3 separate regions of the Sus scrofa genome follow, and regions 2 and 3 are each linked to region 1. Evidence: chromatin contacts called from public Hi-C data. All regions are on one chromosome and are shown on one strand. Each heading gives the region's core, a stretch centred on a gene start, on an enhancer-like site or on the middle of the called end of the contact. The rest is flanking DNA. Distances are from core to core; before and after follow the strand shown.

Region 1 (5,102 bases), core at 1,271-3,770:
ATGCTGGGCCAGAGACCGAACCTGCGCCACTGCAGAGAAAATGCCTGATCCTGATCCTACTGCACCATAGCGGGAACTCCATCAATTCTCTTATCTTTAATGGGGCGGACAGACAGGTGTGTGAAGACGGCGGCACTTTGAGACCCTGCCCGGAGGGCCCTCCAGCCTCTGGCCGAGAGCCCCACCGACCTCACCAGGCACCTCCTGGCTCCCAGAGCAAACATCTGGGCTTCCAAAGAAGCAGCTGCCCCTCTCCCAGCCCCAGCCAGCAGGGTCCCCTCCTCTGAAGGGTCACGCTCCAGCTCCCAGGGTTCTCTCACACCAGGTCTTCCTGTGGTGATAACCCCCTTCCTGCCCCTGGAGCGCCCTCCCCACTTGGCCCAACTCGGAAGAGGGGCCGGAAGGTGGCAGGTTTATCTTCCGCGCCTTCCGAGGGCCGCCCGGCTGGAATGTGTCCTCTGATAACAACTGGTTGTGAGGGGCTGGGGCAGGGCGGGCTCCCGTCGTGGGCTCTCTGAGACATGTGGGGCTGGCTGATAAGGCCAGGAGCCAAAGCCCCCTTTGGACAAGCTCTGGGCGGCGTCTGAGAAGGGCCCAAGGTTCATAGCACTTCCTCCCATCCATCAGATGTGAAGGGGGCGCAACCTGGGGTGGCCGAGTGTTGGGGGCGGCAGGAAAGGACCCAGCTCAGGGGCCGGGGGATGAGGACACAAAAAGAGGAATTCTCTAGAAATGAAACTTGGATTCCTTCCTTCAACAAATGCTGAGCTGAAAAACACACGAAAACTGATGCTGAGCTGAATGAGCGCATCTAGAACCAAGGTGAAGCAGAAGACCTGGGTTTGAGTCCTGGCTCTGTCACTGAGGGGCAGCTGACTCTGCCTTGGGGGCCTCAGTTTCTTCATCTGTGAGATGGGGAGAACAGGTATCCTGTGAGGCTTCGAGGAGGGGACATGGGTATCTCGGGCCGCGCCCTGGTGCCTGGAAGGTAAATCGTTATAAACCCTAACTGGGGAACTCAAGGGCTGGGTGGTGGAGAAATGTTCCCACCTCCACCTCCCTCTGCAAGGCTGTGTACAATGACAAGGAGGCTCTTGTGGGGTGGGGTGTGGGCAGCCTCCTGGAGCCTGTGGGAAAGTGGGTGCAGAAGGCTGAGCCAGAAGCCAGAAGGCTTCTCTCCTGGGGCGCCTGTCTTTTTTTTTTTTAATGAGTGTAATGTTTATTTTAGATTCTCTCTCTCTCTAGCTTTTTTTTTTTTTTTTTTTTTTTTTTAGTTTTTTGTCTTTTTTGCCACAAGGCAGCATGTGGTAATTCCCCGGCCAGGGACCAAACCTGCACCATACAGCAATGACCAGAGACACAGTGAAGAACACAGGAGCTGAACCCACTAGACCATCAGAGAACTCCCTGGCTCTTCTCTTTTGCTGCATCCGGCTCATTTCACCCTCTGCAGTCTGGCTCCCTCTGTTGCCATGGCCACCCCACCGCCCCCCTCACCTGCATCCAGGACCTCTTCCCTCAGACAGCGCCCATCCCACGCGAGATTCCCTGAGACCTAATTCCAAATATCCCGAGAGCTCATCGGCGGGGCCATGGACAGACCTGGCTTCTGTTGGGCCCCCAGCTGAGCCCAGTCCACTTTGGCTGCCAGCTGGGGACCCCATGTCAGGCAGACAGGGAGCTCTCTGAGAACCAGGCTGGGCTGCCCCCACTGAGGCACCCTCTGTGACAAGGACAGGCTGCCACAGGCCCTCCAGAAAAGGTCTCTTCTGGAAAAGCAGCTCCTGCTCCTTGGCTCGTCTCGTGTGCCCAGCCATGGAAGGGCACTGCCTCGCTACAGCCCTGAACAGGCTTCCTATCTCCACCTCACTGTCAGGTGAAGTGACTTGCCCCCAGGCCACCTGGCAGCTCAGACCCGCAGGGCCTCCAGCCTGGGGTGGGCAGTGCCGGGGGGAGAGAGGACGCTGGGGAGTCAAGAATATTCCTGCTGGGCTCAGCCTCTGAGTCTTGTGATGCTGAAATTCAAGAGCCCCCTGACTCAGCAGGATATTAATAAGCCTGGCGGACTCCCAGGGGACCAGCTCTGCCTGGGGCCAGAGCAGAAGGACTTCTAGCCCAGTGGCCTGGGATCTCCCAATGTCCAGAGCCGGCCCCATGGCCCCAGCTCCTGCCCCTCCCCCTCTGCCTGCCCCAGCCCAGCCTCTCCTGGCAGTAATTCATGGGGCTATGGGGGGGTGAGGAGAACTTTCCCCACGGCTGAGTGGGCCTGGACAAATCTCACTGAGCTTAGAAGCATCTAGAAGAGACGAAGCAGGAGAGACAGAACCAAAGAGCCTGGGGGAGGCAGGGTCATTGGTTAATGGTCTGGGTTCAAGTTTGGCTCTCCCACGTCTAACTTGGAGACTTGGGACCAATCACTTAACAATGCTGAGTGTGGTTTCTTAATCTTCAAAGTGGGATCCTAACAGCTTAGTCCTGGCTTTGGTGTGAGGATCCAATGAGGTGGTTGTCGCAAAGGGCAAGTTCCAGGAATGCCAGCTCCTCCTCACCTGTCATCACCACTGTCGCAGCTGATGGGCTGGATGGTCCATTCTGGACTGGGTTTCTGTCCCACAGCGCTCTCTAGTGGGAAAAGGTGGTTCCTGCAGGGACTCCCTGCAGGTTGTGTGGGCATCTCTGCTTCTGAGCCCCAAAAGGTCCAAGATGTCGCCTTTCGGATTGGCTTAAGCTCATGGCCCCTGTGACATACTGGCAGGGCAGGCAACGAGGAAGAAGACCCACTCCCTTCCCTTCGAAGTTCAAAACACGACAGGCTGGTTTGGCATCAGCCCCATTGTGCGCCAGCCCCCTCCACCCTAGGGTCAAGCCACCACCGCCCTGGTCCTCAGAGACCTCATCGACAAACAGGAAGCCTTGAAGACCAGCATAGGAGCTGGGCGCTCAGGAAGTGGCAGCCGACCAGGTGCTGGCCCACCAGCACTTAGGGGACTGTGATTCACTCCAGCCAGCGGCCCTGAGGGTGGTGGATTCAGAGAGGGCGAGGCCTGGGGTCCTGGGGCGGCAGGGTCCTTTCCAGGGCTGCCTAAGTGGAATTTTTCTTTCTTTTTTTTTTTTTTTTTTGGCCTCGCCCGTGGCATGTGGAAGTTCCCAGGCTTGGGATCAAACCTGAGCCACAGCAATGACAACGCCAGATCCTTAACTGCCAGGGCCCAAGGGAAGTCCCCAAGTGAAACATTTGCCTTCAGCAGACCCAGCGTGTCTTCTGCCTGCTTCCTAGCACCTGCTGCTGCCCCAGACTGGACATCCTGTGAGCTTAAACCCCCTGCTTCGGGCTCACACACCATTGAGGAGTTCCCTCGTGGTACAGCTGGTTAAGGATCTGGTGTTGTTACTGCAGCACCCCATTCCCTGCTGTGGCACAAGTTCAATTCCTGGCCCAGAAATACCCACATGCCACCGGCACGGCCCCCCCCAAAAAAAGCCATTGAAATTTTGACAAAGATTGTATTGAATCCGTATATTTCTTTGGGTAGTATTGTCATCTTAACAACACTAAGTCTTTCAATCCAATGTCTTTCCATTGATGTACGTCTCCTTTTATTTCTTTCAGCAATATATACATTTTTTTTTTTTGGTATTTTTAGGGCCATACCCTCAGCATATGGAGGTTCCCAGGCCACGGTCGAATTGGAGCTGCAGCTGCCGGCCTACACCACAGCTCACAGCAACACCAGATCCTTAATCCACCAAGGGAGGCCAGGGATCAAACCAGCATCCTCATGGATACTAGTCAGCTTCGTTTCTGCTGAGCCACGATGGGAACTCCTATTTCTTTCAGCAATATTTTGTAGTTTTCAGTGTGCAAGTCTTACCCTTTCTTTGCTGAATTTGTTCCTAAACATTTTATTCTTTTTGTGTGATTATAAATTAATAATTGTTCTCAGAGTTCCTGTCGTGGCTCAGTGGTTAACGCATCTGACTAGGAACCATGAGGTTGTGGGTTCAATCCCTGGTCTTGTTCAGTGGGTTAAGGATCCGGTGTGGCCGTGAGCTGTGGTGTAGGTCGCAGACTCTGCTCGGATCTGGCATGGCTGTGGCTGTGGCGTAGGCTGGAGGCTACAGCTCTGATTAGACCCCTAGCCTGGGAATTTCCATATGCCACAGGAGCGGCCCTAGAAAAGACAAAAAGACCCCCCCAAAATTATAATAATAATAATTGTTCTCTTTATTTCCTTTCTGGGATTGGTCACTTTGGCATATAGAAATACAACTGATAGCCGAATGATGATTGCATATCCTTCAACCCTGCCGAATTCACGTACTAGCTCTAATAGCGTTTTTTTGGTAGTTGCTTTAGGATTGTCTATGTATAAGATCATGTCATCTGCGAATAGAGATAATTTCACTTCTTCCTTTCCAGTGGGGAAGCCTTCGATTCCTTGTGCTTGCCTGACTGCTCTGGCTAGAATTTCCAGTACAATGTGGAATAGGAGCAGCAAAAGCAGCATCCTTACTTTGCTCCTGCAGAACCTGGGTCTTGAACCCACACCAGACTCTCTGTTCTAGTTCAGCCTGATTCTTGATTCAGGCAGGAGATTACAGTGTGTGCTTGTAAGGCCAAAGAAACAGGTGGAAAGGGAGGAAGCCAGTGCATTAACCCACCATAGTATTTATGCCCCACCCAACTGCCAGAGCGGGCAGGTGAGAGGCAGTGCTGGTCTCAGCTGTGGCTTGAAACCAGACTTTGGACAAGTGCCCCAAAGCCTTTGCACGTGAAGGCTTGAGTCCCTGATGGCAGACCGCCTGGCAGCCTGTGGCACGAGCCTGTAGCAAGCTGTGATGGTGCAGTGCCTCCCATGGGCTGGGCTCCTGCCCTTCCAGGGACATGTCTTGAAGGAAACCCTTAACTATATTAGTGTAGTATATTGAACCCCTACAAGAAAATGAAGGGTTTTTAAGAAAATTTTTTTATTAAGGCATAGTTGATTTACAGTGTTGTGCCAATTTCTATTGTACTGCAAGGTGACCCGGTCATACTTATATATAGTCTTTTTCTTACATTATTTTCCATCATGGTCTGTCCCAGGAGCCTGTATATAGTT
Region 2 (5,102 bases), core at 855-3,354, 110 kb before region 1:
TCTCTGTGATACTGTTTATATCAAATTTGTATGGAGTGTAATTTACGTTGGGTCAGACCCCGCTGCTGGATTACGCTAGTGTTTCTGCCAGAGGAGAGGGTCTGTGCAGGTGCAGTGTGACCTGTCCTTGGAACCCCGGAGAGGTCATCCGACGGCTCTGCAGGGACAAGCTTGCTCCTGGCTAGTTTGTGCACAAGTGAGGAAGACTCCTCCTCAGTGAAACACTGGGCCAGCAACAAGATCCTTTTTTTTTTTTTTTGCTTTTTAGAGCCGCTCCTGTGGCATATGGAGGTTCCCAGGCTAGGGGTCAAATCAGCTGTACCTGCCGGCCACAGCCACAGCCACGCTAGATCCAGGCCGCCTCTGCGACCTACACCACAGCTCATGGCAACGCCGGATCATTAACCCACTGAGAGAGGCCAGGGATCGAACCCGCGTCCTCAGATGCGTCTCCACTGTGCCGCAACAGGAACTGCCAAGATACACCCTTACTTACTGTGTTTTTCTTTCAAGAGCTGGAGACTGTTACTTTGGGGCCGCTCAGAGAAAACTGACATTGTTGACCATAGAAACGGGGAGAAGCAGACACCCCACCATTTAATGCCACTTCGTTTCAGGGTGTCTTAAATAAATCCTAAAACATTTCAACATACAGAGCTCCTGTTGAAACTGCAGATGACAACTGTTACAACTGGAACGACCTAATTCTTGTGATCTTTGCAAAATGAAGAGGGGTTTCACTTTCCACTGCCAACCTGCTCTGTTTTCTTGCATTGAACACGATTGGGATATGGCGGGAGGAGAGTTAGAGAATCGAGAGGGAAGGTCTGTTTGCTGAGGAGCTGCCTGCCGCCTGCTTAGGTGCTTTCCACGCACTGGCTCCTTCAGTCCTCGCAGCTGCCTTGCTGGGCAGTCGCCGTCCCCATTTCATGCACGAGGAGACAGGGACTCGGGAAGGTGAAGCCCTTGCCCTGTAGTTATTAGGTGTTTTGAGCCGGGGCCGACTGCACGGCTCATTATTCCACTGTCATATCTGTCAACGTCTTAGAGACAAAGGAGCCTTAAAGAGAGAAAAGGGTGAAGAAGCCCAAAGACTTGTGGAGTTCCCCCTGTGGCACAGTGGTTAATGATCCAGCTTGTCTCTGGTGGTGCCGGGTCGATCCCAGGCCCAGAGCAGTGGGTTGAGTGGCATTGCTGCAGCTGCGGCTCGGATTCAGTCCCCTGGCCCGGGAACTTCCTTATGCCACAGGTGCAGCCAAAAAAGAAAAAGAAAAGCCCAAAGACTTGTACATATTCCTGACTCCTCTGGAATTGAAGCTTTCCAGCATTGTCCCAATAAAATCATTTCATCTCTGTGCTTCTGATTTCTCCAGAAGGAGATCCAGCCTCTCATCTCGCATTTGAATTTGTTTCTATTTGGAATTTTTGCCTTGTTAGCACGAACAAAGTCAGAAAATTGCAGTCCTCTGTTCTTGAAATGCCAAATAAATAAAAGGAACGGCTGAGAAGTCTGGCTTTTGTCTTCAGTGTCCCATGTCCTGCCATTGAAGGAATCAGAGGTAACCTTCAGCTGGCTCATGATGGCATTTTGAGACTCCACCAGGGGACGTACCATCCCGTGGCACCATACATGAAGGCGATGAAAAGGGCTTTGGTAACCACTCCTGCTGTCAGTCCCTGAACACACTCACGGCCAAGCTCTCAGACTGTCAGCAGTCGTTTTACAGAGCAGGTGACCGTGCGGTGGTGCCTGGAAATTTGAGAGGTTGTGTCCCTGAGATAAGGCTCCCGCTTCCTGGGTGCAGATCAAGAGCATCCCAGCGGCAGATATTAGCAGCTTCCCATCTCCCCTTGGGACCGGGGAGGGGAGATTGGCGGGGGAGCGAGAGGGGAGACCCCAGGGTTGATGGGCACGGCGGGCCACCTCTTCAGACAGCTGGCTGCGAGAGTTCCGCTCTTCTTCCCGTCACCCCCGCTGGGAGACCCTGACTGGCTTTGGGGGAGGCTGGCCAGTGCGGATGTTTGTACCTCGCTTGGGGACAGAGTCGGCACTCTATCGCCCACCCGGAGCGTGTCGTTTTTCCTATTTATGCCTGTGTCTTTGGGCATTGGTCCCATTCCAGATAGCGTCTTGCTGCCTTACCATGAGCTCAAACGCAGTATAATAAAGCCCCATCTGAACATGCTGGGGACATGTGAGTTGCCCCCCCGCCCCGAAAAGTGCTAAAAACGCCTGTTCTGTAGTGTGCCGTTTGTATCATCCAGATGTTTCTGTGCATGTGACTTTGTTTAATAGGTCCCTTGTCAGATTTGCATTTCTTGTAACAAAATCTTCTCACCCATCTTGGTTTTTAGTAGCTAGTCTCCTTTTTTCCTTTAGTTCTTGGAGCTGAGGGGCGTGACCCACCAGATAAGCATCCAAAGGTCAGGGGCTTGGTTGAACCTCTTAGGAAGCGGAAGTCCGATGGGAAGGCTTGCTGGCCCCGTGGGTTCTTCAGGACCCCCCCAGCTCCCGTGCATCGGGAGGAGCAGCAGGGTTTGTCTTACCTCGTCTGCCCTTCTCTGAGCAGATCAGGCAGCGGCAAGCAGGCCCAGCTAGACGATAAAAGCAGCACTCCGGAAGCCGTTACGCCTGGGTTGGATTTGCTCTGTCCGTTTCCCCTAGTTTGCCAGACGGTGAGGCTGGTTCTCACCTGAGGAGCTCCATGAAGACAAGTTGGGGTCTTCAGCAGCAACGGTCTCGTGTGGCCGCAGGGTCGGTCCGCAGTTGGACAGACCTGATGCCCGTGGGCGCAGATGCCGTTCTGCACAAGAGCCTCTTTACCAAGACCCACTGCCGCCCCTTTATTTTCTGCCCGTAGACTCATGCCAGGAAATCCTGAGCCTGGGCCCCGGAATGATTAAAAACATGACATCAGGGAGTTCCCATTGTGGCTCAGCAGGTTAAGAACCTGACTAGGATCCGTGAGGATGCAGGTTCAAACCCTGACCTCACTCGGTGGGTTAAGACTCCAGTGTTGCCACAAGCTGCAGCATAGGTCACAAATGCAGCTTGGATCCCGCGTGGCTGTGGCTGTGGTGTAGGCCAGTGACTGCAGCTTCGATTTGATCCCTAGCCTCCTGGGTCCCTTCCATGTGCCACAGAGGCGGCCCTAAAAAGAAAAAAAAGAAAAACAAAAAAACCTTTTCGTCAGGATACGTGCACATCAGAGACGGCTTCTCCCTCGCTGCCACTCCGCTCCCTGGATCCTGGACTGGGCGGCACCCCCTTCTCCCCAAACGCCTCATGAGGTCTCCTCCTTCTGTGTTCTGAGAGGCCGGTAAGGACATCTTTCTCCCTCCGATCTGCTCACCTGCGTTCTTCTTCTCTTCAGATACCTCCAACCTGTTTGGAAACAGTGGGGCCAAGACGTTTGGTGGATTTGCCAGCTCCTCGTTCGGAGACCAGAAACCTACTGGCACTTTCAGCTCTGGAGGAGGAAGCGTGGCCTCCCAAGGCTTTGGGTTTTCCACCCCGAATAAAACAGGTACTCCTGTTCCTCCTCGCCGCAGTCATTTTTGTATGTCCCTTTAATACGCAGAGACACGTGGACAGGTGGAGGGCTCTCTGGAGTGGTTCTCAAGGGAACGGGACTGGAGAATGGAGGAAGAGACTTTGCCCACAGTTCAGCTGCTGTTTCCTGAGCTTCTGTCGTGTTTCTGGCACCATGAAGTCATGCAACCCTTAAGAGAACTTCGTGTGTTTTTAGGGAAGAAAACATTATGTAATAAGCAAAGTGAGGGCACCTATAAGAGAGTGATAACTACGATATAAACAAGAGAGCATCCTGAGTCTGATGTGCTCAGGCACCCATGACCTGTGACGGGCAGGACAGGCTGGCTGTTTAATTTCTCGTGTCTCTGTCATTTTGTCCTCTTTCCCCAATCCCCCTTTTTATTAACCTTTTCATTGAGTGTGAGATAAGTAAATACATTACATGTTCCTGTACGTAGATAGTAGCCACACAGAGTAACTCAGAGCTCAGTGAATTTTCACACTTGGCACATACCCATATAGTCCAGAATAAAGGATGTTACAGAAGCACTTTTTATCCCAGTGCTTCTTCGAGAGCATACATTTATAAACTGTGTGGCCTTTTATAAGCATGTGTTATTACACTTATAATGAAAAATGTTAAAGAACAAACATGTTTACGCAGCGAAAACGTCCTTCTTTTCTGTCCACTGCCCGTCCATCCTATCTCTGTCTCTGGGACCTACACAGGGTCTGCATGCCTGCCCTGGTTGTGTGGAAAATTGCATGACAAGTTTTGTTAAGGCAGAGGGGGCGGATGTGTGCTGAGAAAGTAGTTCTCTAAAGCACACGCCCACAGGTAAGTGGGCGGGATGCTTCTCCCTTGTGTGTGGGGGCGACTCTGAGTCTGACGATTCCAGAGCAAGGCTCCCGCCCTAGGAGCAGGTGTCCAGGTGGCTGTGACTGAGGAGCAGGGCTGCCCCAAATTAGTACCTGGAATCCCACCTTTTAGAACCTGAATCGCTGTGGTTTCCAAATGCACTGTGACCTTCACTCGGACCCTAACCCGGGGTGGCTTCGTCTTTGGGTGCTGGTTTTGATACGCTTTCGTAGAATTGAAAATGAACTAGACGTGAACAGTACACCTTTACTTCGACCCCACCCTTTCTGCAGTGTTGATTTTCGAATGAAAGGGCCACGAACCTTTTGGTTCTAGTTAACAAGGCAACATTATTTGACTAAGAAGTTGCAGCTTATTAATCATCGAAATTTTTGAATTTATTTAATAATTTTTAATTTAATTAATTTTTTGTCTTTTTTAGGGCCGTACCCGAGGCATGTGAAGGGTCTCAGGCCAGGGGTCGAATCAGAGCTACAGCTGCCAGCCTCCGTCACAGCCACGCCAGATCCAGGCCGCGTCTGCGACCTACACCCCACAGCTCACGGCAGCTCCGGGTCCTTAACCCACTAAGTGAGGCCAGGGATCAAACCCACATCCTCATGGATACTGGTCAGGTTTGTGAACCGCTGAGCCTGACAGGAACTCCTGAATTTATTTTTTGAGGAAACTGGTAATGTTTTCTCTGAT
Region 3 (5,102 bases), core at 916-3,415, 66 kb before region 1:
TTGGGTGGGGGTGACAGCTAACAGGTGGAGGGTTTCTTTTTGAGATGAGACGATCCCTGAAACGACTGGCGATGGCAGCGCAGTCCGTCGCCACACCAAAACCAGGGAACTGCACACTAAACGGGTGGACGGCGGTCTGTTAAGCACGTCTCAATAAAGCTGTGAAAAAAATGTCTAACAGGCTTGTCTGGCTGACGGGCCGAAACGCGATGTGTGTTTGCCGAGGATACGCAGAACCCTGCATAACAAGACCCGTGGTCTGGGTGTTGCAGCGACTTTTAGCCGCATGGAAAGAGAAGTCTCTGGTCTCTAGCATAAACCCAACCCAGAGGGGTCGGCCTCAGGCAGCCCCCCATGCACGTTTAACACTGAGCCCAGCCCCTCCCCCTTGGCTGGGTCCGCGCAGGAGAGGACTCGCTCGCTCGGGTGTGTGTCCCTGCTTGCAGACTAGGAAACGCAGGCAGGCGCGAGGTCAGGCGACCGCCACCCTCGCTCAGCAAGACAAGTGGCAGCCAAGAATAGCGCAGGGCTCCTGACTGCGCCTCCTTTGCCGTAAACAGCCAGCCTCGCCCCAACCCCCACCCCCATCTGAGACCATGGACGGACCCCACACACAGGATTTTTAAAGGGACCATCAAGCACGACCCCCGGGCAGTAACACTGAGACCTGTGTTGGGGCCAAGCCGAGGGAGGAACCAGCCCCGTCTCTGCATTCCCGTTTGCAGAGACAAGTCGGGAGGGCCCGCTGGGTCGGGCCGGGCTGGCTCCTGCCAGGACCGATGTCAGCTGTGCGGGTGGGCCTCTCTGGACACAGGCGCAGAGCCCGAGCTGGTCATCAGATGTGTTGTTTTGCATTTAATGATTTCCGTCTTCTAGGGCCAGCGGGACCACTGACGACTCGTGTCAAGCCTCATGCTCGGGGCCTTCTGTGCCCGTTAACGAAGGAACGGTTACGGACGGTGTGGTAGAAGTGGGATGTGGGAAAGCCAGGGACGAGGTAGCCAAAAAGGCAGTGACAGAGCCGGGTCAAAGGGCAGCTATTCGGAACCAGCCCAGGTCTGCAGCTTCCCTGCCAAGCGACCTTCAGCAAGGCCCTGGCTCTTTCCGAGGGTCAGTTTCCTCATCTGTGAAAAGGGGGAGCCGGCTGATGTATAGGGAGAGGCAAGGGCCATGGCAGCACCAAAACGCTCCCTGTTCGGATGCGTGTCATCAGAGGATTTCGCGGCGCTGATGAGCTGACAGGTCGCTAGGGGACGGTGTGTGCGCAGTGGCCTGCGGCTGCCTACAACATTCGCCCTAATTGAGGGCCTGGCCCCCAGCCAGGTGGGAAACAGTTTCCATGGGGCCGCTCAGGCCGGATGGATGAGGACCAAGAGGCAACTCTCAAGCCGGAGGTGAGAGAGGGCACCTGGGCCGTGGGAAGTGGCCAGCGGCCTGAGAGCCCTCGCCTTTCTGCAGTTGCCCGTAGGCTGCCTCCCTCTTGGACCCAAGTGGGTTTTCTCTAGGCCTCAGGGTTTGTCCAGCGCAGAGGTTGGGCTACACCCACAAGTGGCTTAAGAGGTAGAAGGCAGGCTGGGGGCGGGGGTGGGCCCAGGGCACCTGCTTCTCCAAGACATCTTGGGGCAGGTGGGCTTGGCCCAGCCCGGACAGCCGGCTCCCCAGGCCTGGGCTCCTGGGGAGGACCCTGCAGCAGCTGCTAGAGCCTGGGCTCTGTGTCTCGTCCCAGTCTGGGGCTTCTAAATTTAACCTGCCGTCAGCTAGAGGGGCTGGAGGGCTTCCACAGGGTGATCAGATGCCACTCGGAATCCACTTTACTCATGACCCCCTGCCCTCTGCACACATTCCCCTCCAAGCACTACCCCCAAATGCAGGCAGCCGTCCTCGCATCCTTGCATGTCTCCAGGGTAAAGATTGAAGACCCGAGCCGCCCTGGATCCTGATCAGATCCAGCTCACTTTCTTCCTGCCATTGGCCAGGGTTGCACCCTGTTCTCTGTTCACACGCAGACGCACACACACAGACACACACCCACCATGGTCCCAGGGGCAGAGCCCAGGAGCTGACTCCACAATTGAAAGCCAAACCACGACAGAGCTGCACCACCCATAAGCCATCTGGGTGGAGGGCGGCCAGCCGAGCCCATTACACAATTTCCTGCTTTGGTGTCGCAGCCCCAGGAGACAGGATGCAGAATGCCGTTGGGTTGCTGCAATGTGGGAAGCCCAGAGAAGAGACCAAACCTCCCATGCCCAGAGTGGATAAGGCCACCGCCTGCCCAGCAGATGAGCCTACGACCTGCAGCTGCCTGGACAGCCCTTGAAAGGAATGAGCAGGCCCCCCATGGGCCACAGAGAGCTGAGAGCACAAAAACCTTCCTGTAGGCAGAGGAAGGCGTTTCCTGTGGGGGGAACCCAGGATAGAGTGAGCCACAGGCAGGGGGCCGCCTCATCATTAGGCACCATTAATTACTGCGCCGGGAGTTCCCATCATGGCTCAGTGGAAATGAGTCCGACTAGCATTCATGAGACCCCTGGCCTTGCTCAGTGGGTTAAGGATCCAGCACTGCCATGAGCTGTGGCGTAGGTCTCAGATGTGGCTCCGATCTTGCATGGTGGTGGCGGAGGCGGAGGCTGGCAGCTACAGCTCTGATTCGACCCCTAGCCTGGGAACTTCCACACATGAGTGCGGAGCTAAAAAGACAAAAACAATGCAAAAACACTACTGCACTGAATGTGTGACCTTGCGACTGAGAGCACGTGGAGGGAAGGTTTGGGTCCCGGGGCGGCAGTTCCGATCCTGTCTCTGCCTCTCCCCAGACGCATGGCTTTGGGCGGCTTCTCCCCTCTGTGAAGCGGGGATGAGGAAAACCCCTAAACCTCAGGATTCAGCAAGTTAACACCCAGAAGAGTAGAATAGCCGTGTTGTCGCTGCATCAGCCAGGAGGCGGCTGCTCGGAGAAACCCCATCTTCCATACAAGGTAAGTGGCTCGGTGTCTTGCCCAGACTCACAAAAGCGGCCTTGGATCCGTGGTCCACCTTCAGAGGCCCACACCCACTCCAAGACCTCTGGCTGCCCGACCTCCCATCCTTCCATAAGGAAGTTCTGATCCAAGGAGGATGCTTACTCTCAGCGCTCTGACCCCACACAACCCCTTCCAGCAGCCGCAGGCGAGGGCAGGGCCAGGCTCTAGGCTGACGCGGTCCTAGCATCCACATCCATGTCTCCCTGTGAAGACAGGTTTGCAAGTCTCTGGGGAAAGACTCAGTCTACACACCAACCCTCCTTGCCACACCCCTTTCTGCTGTTTGCCACAAAGCCAAGCTGTCCTGGTCCCCCGCCCCTCCTCCCCGCAGGGCCCCAGCCAGGGGGCACTGTGGGTGGGACTGAGGTCCCAGGGCGGGGACCGCAGAGGAGGCATCCTTGAAGGGGCCCGCCTTCGCCTTCCCAGGCCCTCAGCACAGGATCCCCACCCCCAGCTCCCACCACACGCCCACCCCGCCCCCCAAACACATGCATCCTTAGAGCCTTCATCCACCCCCCCCAAGAACCGCCACTCCAGAAACATCCAAATCCTAGCCAGGCCTACTTTAAAATTACACTTTATTTCTCTTTGTGAATATTCCTTGTGGTTTTATTTAAAAAGGTTCATTTTACATTTTTCTTCAAGAGTCTCGCGCCTCCTGGTAAGTGCATTGGTTTGTTTTCACAGTACTCTCCACGACCACGGACGGTCCTTATTGCTGGAGGAGGGTGTCCATGCTGCACAGCAGGACACCAGAGGGCTCGGGGCCCCAGGCGAGGCCTGGGGTCTGTGCTCCTGACATGAGGGAGAGGCCGGGGGACCAGACCCAAGCTAAGCCGAGCATCCTTAGCCAGACCTGCAGCCTCCCCAGGGTCTTCCCAGGCCTGACTTCAGAAAGGCCGGGAGGGGCAGAAAGAAAGGGCCAGGGGTTCGGGGGGGAGGGATGAGCCAGAGAGCAAGGTGAGCTGGGGGCCCAGGCCTGCGGCAGGTGGGGGGGGGAGGCATCCAGAGCAGCGTTGCCCCTCCAAGTGGGCACAGCACTGGGCCCCTGCCGAGGGGACCAGCTCACACGCAGGAGACAGGGCCCCCTGACAGCTCCAGGCCACCCCCCGCTGTTCCTTCCCGCTCCCACCCCGACCCCAGTGAGAACTCCTTAGCTGTGACCCAGCCCGGAACCCCAAGTCCGGATCCTGACCCCTCGCTCAGGGCCCTTTCTCCTTTTTAGTGCAAGAAAAGACCTGAGTTCAGAGAAGGGCCTTGCCATCAAGAGGCCAGGTCCCACCAGGGCAGCCGCTGCCACCCAGCCCCTCCCCAGCCTGTCCCCAGAGGAGGTGCCGGGACCCCTCAGCCCCCTCACTTGAGGCTACAGCCTCTCTGTGGGGTGGGCCTCCAAACACACCCAGGGGGCCTGGCACTTCCCAGGGGGAAGATTCTGGGCCTGACAGGGGTTCCCCCAGCACCAGGCCAGCCGCCGGCCACACCAAGCCCTCTCCTGTCCAGTTGTTCAGGATGGCTGCACGCCTCCCATCAGGAGGGGCTCAGGAGACGGCGGCACGGTAGCACCCCTTGAATAAATACAGTGTCTCATGGGTCAAGGAGCAGAGCAAGGATTTAGTGACCCACACCTGCCCACGCTGTCACTGGGACTCCTACACGTGGCTCATCTGCAGCAGAAATGGAGTTTGTTTCGTATCGGACAGTTTTCTGTGCTTGATTATTCTTAGTTCGAATGGGGGGCCCAGGTGATGTGGCTGTGGGTTTGGCAAGGCTGGAGGGAGGGGCTTCTGTGGGGTGTCACCTCTGCACCTGCAGGCAGCCCTCAAGACAGACACAAAAAGCTCCAGGCTCCGGGGGGCCCAGGCCCTGAAGGAGGGTGTCCGCAAGGACTGGCCCACCGGTCACTGTCTCAGACCAGCCCTGGGCCCTGGCTCACTTCCTTGAGGGCAGGCAGCCGGGTGGGGTGGGTGGGGGTCTGCCTCCCACCTCCCCTGCCTTCCCAGACCCAGAAGTGCCTGCTCTGGGTGTCCTCGCCTCCGGTGCCTGGCACTCAAAGCCTGTCTGTGTCCCCTGAGAAGGTGC

What was found. A called contact is a pair of places that touch in the nucleus more often than the background predicts.
Region 2: a Hi-C map of mesenteric adipose tissue shows a contact between it and region 1, with 2.1 times the contacts expected there. The contact joins two enhancer-like sites. A contact is called at or near these places in 7 of 47 Hi-C or Micro-C datasets (alveolar macrophages, fetal heart ventricle, heart right ventricle and 4 more) and 1 of 2 datasets of contacts at active chromatin or transcription factors (skeletal muscle).
Region 3: a contact with region 1 is called in a Hi-C map of skeletal muscle, with 8 times the contacts expected there. The contact joins two enhancer-like sites. A contact is called at or near these places in 5 of 47 Hi-C or Micro-C datasets (blood, embryonic fibroblasts, fetal liver and 1 more) and 1 of 2 datasets of contacts at active chromatin or transcription factors (skeletal muscle).

Annotation. Positions count from the first base shown.
Region 1 is chr1:271,304,376-271,309,477 of Sscrofa11.1, forward strand. No RefSeq gene overlaps it. Among named protein-coding and RNA genes, the nearest start is that of PRRC2B, 30 kb to the right of the region's middle. Within about 2 kb of position 2,521, at least 11 of the 83 cell types and tissues checked have an H3K27ac peak or open chromatin away from gene starts, as enhancers often do. A contact at or near this core is called in fetal liver and skeletal muscle, where this site is marked.
Region 2 is chr1:271,198,772-271,203,873 of Sscrofa11.1, forward strand. NUP214 (nuclear pore complex protein Nup214) reads left to right here. Exons shown (of 35, transcript XR_002337892.1): 32 at 3,375-3,527. Among named protein-coding and RNA genes, the nearest start is that of FAM78A, 57 kb to the right of the region's middle. Within about 2 kb of position 2,105, at least 2 of the 83 cell types and tissues checked have an H3K27ac peak or open chromatin away from gene starts, as enhancers often do.
Region 3 is chr1:271,238,741-271,243,842 of Sscrofa11.1, forward strand. LOC110256424 (a long non-coding RNA gene) reads left to right here. Exons shown (of 3, transcript XR_002337903.1): 2 at 1-2,978. It overlaps FAM78A (protein FAM78A), which reads right to left. Exons shown (of 2, transcript XM_013993942.2): 2 at 3,572-5,102. Among named protein-coding and RNA genes, the nearest start is that of FAM78A, 17 kb to the right of the region's middle. Within about 2 kb of position 2,166, at least 35 of the 83 cell types and tissues checked have an H3K27ac peak or open chromatin away from gene starts, as enhancers often do. A contact at or near this core is called in fetal liver and skeletal muscle, where this site is marked.